Linked DNA regions of Sus scrofa: regions 1 and 2 are each linked to region 3. A link is a contact called in public HiChIP or PLAC-seq data. All regions are on one chromosome and are shown on one strand. Each heading gives the region's core, a stretch centred on a gene start, on an enhancer-like site or on the middle of the called end of the contact. The rest is flanking DNA. Distances are from core to core; before and after follow the strand shown.

Region 1 (3,443 bases), core at 641-3,140, 570 kb before region 3:
TATGTCGATGCGAAATCCACTTGGAGACAGACATTTCCCTTCTTTCATGCTTTCCAAAATACAGATGTTACAGAATCTTTATGTAAAATGTTAAGTAATTTGGAAAGGTCGTTATTGGTAGGCCAAGAGGCCTTTCGGAGAAGAAAAACATGTTTCTTTGTTGCTTCTGTTTTTCCCGCACGCATTGAACCAGGGAGAATTTTTCAAGTAAATATTCAAGGAAACAAGTCCTTCCTCCCCCGTTCAGATGGGCCTGTTTCGGAAAGCCCATCTGATACGGGGCTAACTTGACCTAAAATAACAATCGCATAAACAATAGTAATAATAATGAAAGGGCAGAGAACTCTGCAGCGCCACCCGCAGTAAGGTGGGAAGAGTGGAAGAACCAAGGCTTGAAATCAGACCAGTTCTGGAGACCCGGGGACCAGTGGGGAAGGGCCTTCTGGATAATAGAAGCAGGATGAGAAAGCTTTTAAACAGTTTGTCAGTCCTTGCCTCACTTCTCTGAGAGTCCCAGGAAAGAGCGCATCAAAGTGGCCTAGCTTCAGCCCACCTGGGGCAAGACAGCACACCTCGACTGAGGGTTTCGAGAGGACTCAGGAGATGGAATTACAGAAGGGACATCACGGGACCCACCAGGACAAGAGAGGACAGAGGCCCACGCCCTGCCCTGCTCTGGGACACATTTCTATAATAAAGGACCTAGGAACTGGGAGGGGCAGGGACACATCGAAGGAGACCCCCTGCCCAGACCTGAAGCTTGCCTGTAACTTTTTTTTTGCCTTTTCTAGGGCCGCTCCCGCGGCATATGGAGGTTCCCAGGCTAGAGGTCTAATAGGAGCTGTAGCTGCCGACCTACACCAGAGCCACAGCAACGCTGATCCGAGCCGCGTCTGCCACCTACACCACAGCTCACGGCAATGCTGGATCCTTAACCCACTGAGCAAGGCCAGGGATCGAACCTGAAACCTCATGGTTCCTAGTCAGATTCGTTAACCACTGTGCCACGACGGGAACTCCTTGCCTGTAACTTTTGACGTTATGAATCTGCTTCTCCCTCCTTGAGATACATACCGGTAGATTTAAAAGATGACCGTGCTTCTGCTGGTGGGCATGCCAGCTGGTTTTACCATATCGTAATATGTATTAAGTATCTGGGGACTATGTATTAAAAGCCTTTCAAAAGTAAATATCCTTTGACCCAGCAGTTTGTCCTGACGGATAGATGGGAATGCAAAGACATTTCTGTAAAGAAGTTCATTGGCGCATCGGTCACGATAGCAAAGAATCGGAGACAGTCTAAATGGTTAATAAGACACTGATGACAAATAGCAGAGAGCACTATGGACCCTCTAAAAAGAACAGGCGAGATCTTGGTATATTTGCCAAAACGGTGCCCTCCGTATATTGTTCCCTTACGTTTTTAAAACTCAGGTGGTGGAACCATGTGTGGATAAAAATAAATGACTTGCCTTGTCTAGAGACATTGAGAGGCACAGTCCTGGAGACGCTTCCTCGTCAAAGTCTTAATCAGCACAGGGGGTAGATTGCTGGGAGACACCGACCTTCACCTTGAAATATTTCTCTATGCTTTGCATTGTCAACAGCGAGTGTATTTTACAATAATAGCTGTTCATGGATAGCGCTTACCGGCTCCTCACTGTGTTTCAGGGTTTTTATGCACATTAGCTCCTCTGATGCTTTTGCACTGCTCTGCGAGGTGCTTTTGACCTACTTTGTAGATTAGGAAATTGAGATTGGTCAATGCAGGAGATGTGATTTAATCTGAGTTCTGCCTGGCTCTAATTTAACTCTGCTGTTAACCACAGGGATATTCTACCTCCCTAGGAAAAGAACAACACAGAAGGTTCCGTTTGTGGAAACAAGGCGCGTGCAGCATGTGGCTCTTGCCATTGTTATTCACAGGGGACAGAGTTGGCTGCCTTGAGTCTCTACTGATTCTTCAGCTGCTCACCTTTTCATATGGGAAGCGGGAGAGGACAGATGGGTTAAACATACCGGTCACTTTTCCAGGAGTAGTTTAGAAAAATTATTTTTCTAGGGTGCTCTTGTTCTAGAAACTGCTCTGTTCACTGATTTCCAAGCTGGCTACACCAGAGAAGTGCTCCGGTTAGGGTTAGGGTTAGGACTTCTTTTGACATCACACGAGCCTTAGCTTCGTTTCCCCTCTGCTGCCAAGCCCGTTCCCTTTCCAATTCCTGCCGAGGTGACGTGAGTTTCACCGCACCCCACGCAGTGGCGCTCCTCCGCCACAGGTGGCGCTGTTGCCCAGGCTCTGGTGGTTTTGCAGCTGTGTATGAGGCAATTGAAACACTTAAAGGTAAGAAGTCTATAGGATATGAATTTAAACGTGGGATGCTGTGCTGTTACCTTTTAAGAGCCAGATTCCAAATGTTGGGCCTTTTCCTTTCTGGAAAATGGTTTGGTGAGAACTCAAATGCCAGCATTTCACCACAGAACCAGCATATTTTGAAGTGACAGGTAGCAGGAGGGAATTCCTTCGGGGACAGTTCTGAATTTGTTGCTTTTATCTTGAAGTTTCTCTCAGGGCATACAGTGCCTGTGGGATGTCAGGCAGGGCCATAATTAATGGCTGGCAGCTGCTGGTGTTTTCCAAATGGCCCAGTTGCCAAGGAGGGGATGACAGCAGATAAATGCATGCACATTTCTTTGCAGAGACTTTTCTCCCCTTTGCTTTCTTCTCTCTTCTCTTTGGATCTCGGGTCCAGAGAGAGAGAATTAGTCTTGCTCCCTGGCTTGTGGCACGGGATCCTCACAGGCTCCTCCTTAAGTCACTCACTCACTTCTCTTTTAGTTCTTTTCCCAACTCCTATTCCTGTCCTCCCGCAGTCCACCGTTCTATTGTGTACTTTTAACGTGTACTCTTGCCAATTCATGTCTTTCATGTACTTGTGGGGTGTTTTGTTGTTGTTGTTGTTGTTTGTTTGTTTGTTTCATTTTGTTCATGGCTGCACCTGCAGCATATGGAAGTTCCTAGGCTAGGGGTCTGAATCGGAGCTGCAGCTTCCAGCCTACACCACAGCCACAGCCACACCGAATCCAAGCCACATCTGCGACCTACCCCACAGCTCACGGCAATGCCAGCTCCTTAACCCACTGAGCAAGGCCAGGGATTGACCCCACATCCTCACAGACATGGATTCTTAACCCGTGATCCACAACAGGAACTCCTACCTGTGTGGGTTTTTGTTTTTGTTTTTGTTTTGTTTTGTTAATTCTTTGATTATCGTTGATTTACATTATTCTGTCCTACCTGGGGTTTTCTGTCGTGTAAATGGTTGTAGTCCTTGTTGTGTTTCCCTGGAGGTTCTCACAGAGGGGGCATGGGCGCAGATGTCGCTGCGGTATTGTCGGGGTTTACCCTGGAGGAGAGTAGTGTCCGCTTCGTTGGAGGGAAGGTG
Region 2 (3,397 bases), core at 693-3,192, 630 kb before region 3:
AATTAGGGGTGTTTGTCTGGATTTGCTTCTCTTACCTCCTTATTTTAGAGGTATTAGGCTTCATCCACATTCAAGGATTCTCTCGTCAAGTATTTCTACACCTCGAGCCAGTACTTGAATCTCTTTTGACAGCCAGAAAGTTTGAAGGTTGGCAGACGCCAGAATTATGTGGAGTTAGATTAGGAGGAGAAGAAACAGGTGGTATGGCCTCAGAGATGAGGTGTAAATACACGAATTAGTTTGAAACCATGAAATTGCCACTTGCGTAAGTCAGAACGGGCTGGATTTTGGCGATTTCCTGTGGCTCAACATCCTAGCTGTGGAGCAGAAAGGAGCCCACACCCAGTCCAGTGTCACACCCTTATTTATCTAAGATGGAATGCAGCCTGAAAAGGCCAGTCTGTGGTTGATCTTGGGTCGATAATCCAGATCTCCTGGCTTCCAGCTCTGTGATGTTTTTACTGCAGCCCACACACGGCTGAATTATTTGCAAGCCGTAGTTGCATATGCCATCTACCCTCCCTTTTGAGTGGGACTCCTCTGCTGGGGCTCCTGCAAGCGGAAGAAGGGAAAAGAGGGCAGACTGGGGAAGAAAACACCCCTCCAGTGAGAGGGTGAGGCGGCGTGGCTTCCTGCTGCTCGTCTCCACTTGGAAGTCTTTTGTTTCAGTCCTGTGGACTTTGAGGCTGAACTCGCATCTTTCACCTTCTCGGCTAAGCCCTAGTTGGAGCCCCCGCATTCCTTAAGAACTCATGGAACAAATGGGCAGTTGCATTGCATCTTATGTTTTGCACCTGGTTTCTGAAAATGCGAGCTCTTTTTTAAAGGAAAAAATAATGTCGATGACTTTTTAAAAAATTACAGTTGATTTATAGAGTTCTGCCAGTTTCTGCTGTGCAGCAAAGTGACCCAGTCATACACACACACACACATATATATATATATATACACATTCCCTTGCCTATATTATCATCCATCATGGTCTATCCGAAGAGATGGGTTATGGCTCCCTGCGCTGTAGGGCAGGACCTCATTGCTTATCCACGCTTGATGTGATAGTTTGTATCTACTGAGCCCCACCTCCCAGCCCATCCCGCTCCTTCCCCATCCACCTTGGTAACCACAAGTCTGTTCTCCATGTGAGTCTGTTTCTCTTTTGTAGTTAGGTTCCTTGGTGCCCTGTTTTAGATTCTGCGTGTAAGGGATGGATGAGGGTTCAGCCGAGGTCCCATGGTCAGAGGCAGAGTGTCACGGGGTTTATCATTGTGGGCTCAGGCAGCCCGAGTGTAGATCCCTACTCAGCACTACTAGGTCTCACCACTCAGAAATGACTTAGGCCCTCTGAGCATGCTTCTTTGCCTGCAAAACGAGGATAATAATAGTGACTTTCTTTAAGACTGTTTTGTAAGGACCAGCCTATGTGTAAAGGGCTTATTAAGCACAAGACCTCTGCAAGGTGACTTGCTTATAAAAAGTTAGTTCTTTCGGAGTTCCTGTCGTGGCTCCGCAGAAGCGAACCCCACTAGGATCCGTGGGGATGCAGGTTCGATCCCTGGCCTCACTCAGTAGGTTAAGGATCTGGCGTTGCCGTGAGCTGTGATGTAGGATGCAGTTGAGGCTCAGATCTGGCGTGGCTGTGGCTGTGGTGTAGGCTGGTAGCTACAGCTCTGATTAGACCCCTAGTCTGGGAACCTCCATGTGCTTTGGGTGTAGCCCTAAAAAGACCAAAAAAAAAAAAAAAAGTTCTTTCTGCAGAGGAGGGGCGGATGCTGGGTTACCTGGATTCTCTTTCTAGCTCCGGTTCTAAACGACTTGGCTCATTTGAGCGCAGTTTCTTTGGTCAGTTTGCCAGAGCTCACCGAGGCGCAGGGCAGGGACTGCTTTTACGAGTGTGGAAAATGTGATTTCATTGAGCAGTTTGTCTGAACTTTCACGCTGTGAGCTGGAGGAGCATGAAGCAATCTTTACTTCCATTTGCTACTTCCAGGCCTGGCAGTTTGTCGTCCCAGCTGTCTGCTCAGCTCAGCTCACCACAGAACCGTGATGCTGGCATTTTCCTTTCTTAGTGAAATAAGCGATCAAAGGAGTACGGGTGGTTCAGAAGGTGTGGGGTGAAATTGCCAAGCTCCTGTGTGGCGATGCAGCCCTCACGGCCTTATGAGGGGAGGGTGGCTTGGAAGGATCCTTCTGCTCACTTTGCGAAAGGTTTCTGTAGTGTCACAATGTGTGAACTGATGCAGCCTCTGAAAGTGAGAGTGCAGGGAGTTCCCGTCGTGGCGCAGCGGAAACGAATCTGACTAGGAACCAGGAGGTAGCTGATTCGATCTCTGGCCTCGCTCAGTGGGTTAAGGATCTGGTGTTGCCGTGAGCTGTGGTGTAGGTTGCAGATGCGGCTCAGATCTGGCATTGCTGTGGCTCTGGCATAGGCCGGCAGCAACAGCTCCGATTAGACGCCTAACCTGGGAACCTCCATATGCTGCAGGTATGGCCCTAAAAAGACAAAAGACAAAAAAAAAAAAAAAAGTGGGAGTGCAGCATCTGAGCCGACACCCCGCAGCCAGGACTGCTGGGAAGTGGATGACACATCTGTGTAATTTGTGTTTCTTTGTCTTCTGCTGGGTCAAGAAGCTGGTTGCAGGCTTCGTCTTTGACTCATGTGAGTGTTCGTATTTATTTTTTAATTATTTATTTAGTTGATGTCTGTTTATCTTTTCGATGGCATCCAGCAGTTCCCGGCCCAGGGATCAAACCCGAGTCACGGTCGTGACAACGCCGCGTCCTTAACCTCTAAGCCACCCGGGCTTTCCATGTGTTTATAGAGGCAGAATTCATAACCCTACACATGATAATTACACCAGTGTGTTCAAGTCTTAGAAGAAATTTAATAATACTCACTTTTGTCCTTGTTCCCTCGGGTTAAGTGTTCTTTAGAAGAACAACTTCTCATGAAATCAGATAATTGTTGATTGAGGAGCCTGAGCTACAGGTTGGGAGAAAGGAGGAGGTCAGGTGAAATCGTTTTCGGCGGGAGAGTTGATGAACCGGTCACGGGGATAACCAGATTTTCGCTTGAGCTTTGAGACTTGATAACACACTGCGGTGTTGATTCAGGTCTTCAGCATTGTTTCTGCATGGGGCACCCACTTATGGACTGTCTGTCGGTTCCTTTGATGGACAGTGAGGATACCAAGAGGAGAATGTGCCAAGTTCATAGAAATTTGCTTTGTTTGCTGTGGTTTCCCCAGTTTCTAGCACAGCAGTTGGCGCAGGAAAGCGCTCAGCGGATACTTGGTGAACCGCTAGGGTCAAAACGAGGGGAAGGGTTGAGGCCAACTGAGGCTATTTTGTCAGAGAATCGGGTTGCCTCCATCACCTGAGACTGTGTGGGGAGACTTGA
Region 3 (3,547 bases), core at 511-3,010:
TTAGAATGCCGGCTGGTACACACAAAGCTCTCGGTGCCAGCCATCGAGCATGCTGATGAAGTCCCAGTGCTGGCAGTCATGTGGTACTGTTCCTGCCCAGGTGAGCTCTTGGCTACATCCTGATTTTTCGTGAGTAGGAGGAAGGACCAAAGGTGAGCACATCACTGATCAGCTGGCTCAAGACCAATGGTTGGAGGCAGTAGGGTCACCCAGCCTTGTGCTGCGTGTGCCTCCTTTCTAGTAAATGGAATGACAGTGGAGGGAAAGAGAAGGGGAGCAAGGCAGGATTGGCCTGGTGGTGGTGCTTCCTTCTGCCAGCCTGCCTCAGTGCCGACCTTGTGTGATGGTTTCTCAGAGACCCTTTATCTGAATATCTTTGGCACAGAGGTCTCCCTGACATAGCCTCCTGTGCTTTCCTCCTAGCTCCCATCACAAAATAACCCACCATTTATTTGTGTAGTTAATCGTTAACCATGTCTCCCCCACTAGACTATGAGTTCTACGAAACCAGAGACTACTTCCGTCTCCTCCACCACTGAGCAGTCACTACGCCAGTTTCTCCATGTAGTATACTCTCAATAAATATTTGCAGAGTAAATGAAAACATGAATCTGTCACAAACTTTCTGGTTCTCTTTGTATCTGGGAACATGAAGCAGGATTCAGTTTGTGACAAACTGCCCCCACCGAGTTAGGTGGTCCTGGCTGGAACCTTCATTTCTCCTCCAGAAGAAATTCCTACATGAGGCAGAGGCTGCACACACAATGACACTTATCATTGGGAGTAATGCTGCCTTGCTCCATCTGGGTTAACCATGACACCAGCCTTTGGCCCCATCAACCCAATCAGGCAAGGATTCATTCAACTTGGCCAGGCTTTGGGAACGCAGTGAGAAGTTAGACAAGGTGCTGATCCTCAGAGAATTCATTCACCTTCTAATGGAGGAGTGCTAACATGAAAAAGTATAAAATATAATACCGGGGAGTGATGGGAACCAAGTGGAAAATAAAAGACGGCGAGGTGATACGTGTGCTCGTGGCTGAGGGGTGGAAGGGGTCACACAGAACTGGGTGCTCAGGGGAGGTCTGGAGGATGAACTGAGACCCCAGTGACAACAGGAACCAATCCTGTGAGGATCTGAGTGGAGAGCATTCCAGGAAGAGGAGGAGGGAAAGGCTTGAAGGGATGAGCTTCATATGTTTGAGGAATGGAGACAGTAACACAGGAGCATATGGAGTGTCCATGGGATAGAAGGACATCAGTCAGACAGGTGGGGCGGCCCTGGATCCTGTAGGATAAGGCATCCATACCTCATCATGAGTGTGATGGGAAGACTGTGGAGGGTTTAGCAGGGGGGAATTTAGCAGGGGCGCCAGCAGCAGGGTGGGTTGCTGAGAATGGGCAGCAAAAGCAAGCATGTTTTGGTGGTGCAGGGGAGAAATGGAGAAGGTGTGGACTAGAAAAGCAGCTGTGGTCAGGGGAAGATGGAGGTCCCTGCTGGTGAAACAGACAGGGAAAAAGTGGAATCAATGCTGATTCCTAAGGGTGGTTTGGGCAACTGGGTGAATGATGGTGCCATTTACTCATTTGGGGGAAACTTCCACAAAGTTTTGCTTTGTTCCAGTCTCAGGCACTCATATGCTGGTCATTTGGAGATGTTGGCTACGCAAGATTGGAGCTCGGTGGAGAGGTCTAGCGCTAGGGGAGCTGTGGTCATCAGCATGTGATGGTACTTCAATCTGCAGTTCTGAATGAGATCATTGATGGGAAGCACTGAAATTATGAATCACAGAAGGGAAGGAGGTCAACACCATGAATATTTCAGCCCATAATTTATGCTGATTTGTTTAGTCCAAGGTCTGAATCAGCTGGATTGCCTTCTCCGTTTGTCACTGGACTTGGCTTCTGTACCCCTGAAGAGTCACATGTTTTTATTAGTTAGGTATTTGGTATAGAAATTGTTACTGTAAGCTATCCGTAATCACATTCTAGAAATCAGTTGGCGGGTAACAGATGCACATATGACCAAAGGAAATGCCAAAAACCCACTTCCCATGGTTGTTCCCCTGCGTGTACACATCTATTTTTAACACTCCTGATTGCAAGGCAAAGCCCCAGGCACTTGAGGGAACTGTCTTTCCCAACAGGGACCCACGGCAACCGGACACAGAGAGTGGTGTGCCCTTGTGCGCCAACATTTTCTGCTGTTGATTTGGCAATGGAACTCAAACCGCAAGGAAATTTAAGAATGACCTTTGGTAGCTTTTGTGTGTGTGTGTGTGTGTGTGTGTATGTGTGTGTGTGTGCAGGGAGACAGTGAGGCTGCAGAAAACCAGTTTGATAATTCTAAGAGTTTCCTAACATGTCAAAATTTCTCAGAAAGCTTTGCTAATTTAGGACTTTTTGACTAATTATCAGAAGTATTTAGTCATCTCTTTCCTAAGAGCTCATGCTCAATAAACTCTCTGCTAAGTGGATTTCAATCTTTTCTAACATGTGGTAGGTTTTGACCCAATAACCTGAGAGGGAAACCTTGAGATTCAAATCCTAAAAGGTCCCTGCTGAATCCCTGGAGCTGTGTTTCCATGGCTCCCAAATGCCTAATTGAAAAGCTAATTATCCTTTAACAAATGCCTTGAACTAGCTACAAACAAACGGTTTGTTTAGGGGGTCAAAAGCAGCTATTTCAGTTAAGTGGTGCAGCTTAAATGTAGCCTGTTTTGTCATCAGAAGCCCTTGGGTTGAATTCAGACTCTAAAACTGACTGGTTCTATTATTGAGGGAAAGTCACCAAATATTTTTGGTCTTTTGTTTCATTGTCTGTAAAATGCGTATTACAGTCATAGCTACTCCAGAGTCCTATAAAGACTAAAATGTGCTTTATAAACCACTGAGCGCCATATAAATCTTGAGATAGCGGAGAATGCTGTCATTCCTCTCTTGTTCAGCACTATTGGAAATAGGTAGTGGCTTAGAGGGGGAGTTCTCTTCTCCAAGGATCTGCTGAGTTCGTGTTTCTCAACCACGACAATCTGGGCTTTAGGTGTCACATCTCAATCCATCAGGCGGGATACGGGTGAATCTGAATCTGTATCATGGCAACTCAGTATGGTCCATTAAGAACTCAGTGACCTTGGTTATGGCAGGTGAGGAGGAATCGAGCATCTTTTGGCCTCTGTCACACAAAACCATGCTCCCTTTCACACTTCAGTGTTAGGTGCTTCGTCTGACTCACTAGTCCACACCTTTTCTGGCCCTGCTTACGGGACTCATGAAAGTCCTTTCTTCAAAGACTCATGAAAGGCGAGCCAACTAAGTAATATTTATTGACCCATAAAATGCCTAAATCATAGGCCCTGGCAATTATAATTTAAGGATTTATACTGCAAAGAGACTCACACAAGTACTCAAAGATACACGGGGAAGACATTGCTGCATTGATTGTAATTCTAGAGAACTAAAAACAACCTAAATCCTAGGGGATTTGTTTAATGCATTACAGAATTTCCGTACAATGAGATATCATGTAGCCCTTATAAATAATATC

The links. HiChIP or PLAC-seq counts read pairs in DNA pulled down with a chosen protein or histone mark.
Region 1: an H3K27ac HiChIP or PLAC-seq map of alveolar macrophages shows a contact between it and region 3. The contact joins two enhancer-like sites. A contact is called at or near these places in 1 of 47 Hi-C or Micro-C datasets (epiblast stem cells) and 1 of 2 datasets of contacts at active chromatin or transcription factors (alveolar macrophages).
Region 2: a contact with region 3 is called in an H3K27ac HiChIP or PLAC-seq map of alveolar macrophages. The contact joins two enhancer-like sites. A contact is called at or near these places in 2 of 2 datasets of contacts at active chromatin or transcription factors (alveolar macrophages and skeletal muscle).

The regions. Positions count from the first base shown.
Region 1 is chr2:144,568,586-144,572,028 of Sscrofa11.1, forward strand. All of the region lies in intron 12 of ARHGAP26 (rho GTPase-activating protein 26), which reads left to right. Among named protein-coding and RNA genes, the nearest start is that of ARHGAP26, 270 kb to the left of the region's middle. Within about 2 kb of position 1,891, at least 14 of the 83 cell types and tissues checked have an H3K27ac peak or open chromatin away from gene starts, as enhancers often do. A contact at or near this core is called in alveolar macrophages, where this site is marked.
Region 2 is chr2:144,508,984-144,512,380 of Sscrofa11.1, forward strand. The region is part of intron 11 of ARHGAP26 (rho GTPase-activating protein 26); the gene reads left to right. Among named protein-coding and RNA genes, the nearest start is that of ARHGAP26, 210 kb to the left of the region's middle. Within about 2 kb of position 1,943, at least 7 of the 83 cell types and tissues checked have an H3K27ac peak or open chromatin away from gene starts, as enhancers often do. A contact at or near this core is called in alveolar macrophages, where this site is marked.
Region 3 is chr2:145,143,056-145,146,602 of Sscrofa11.1, forward strand. No RefSeq gene overlaps it. Among named protein-coding and RNA genes, the nearest start is that of NR3C1, 220 kb to the left of the region's middle. Within about 2 kb of position 1,761, at least 13 of the 83 cell types and tissues checked have an H3K27ac peak or open chromatin away from gene starts, as enhancers often do. A contact at or near this core is called in alveolar macrophages, where this site is marked.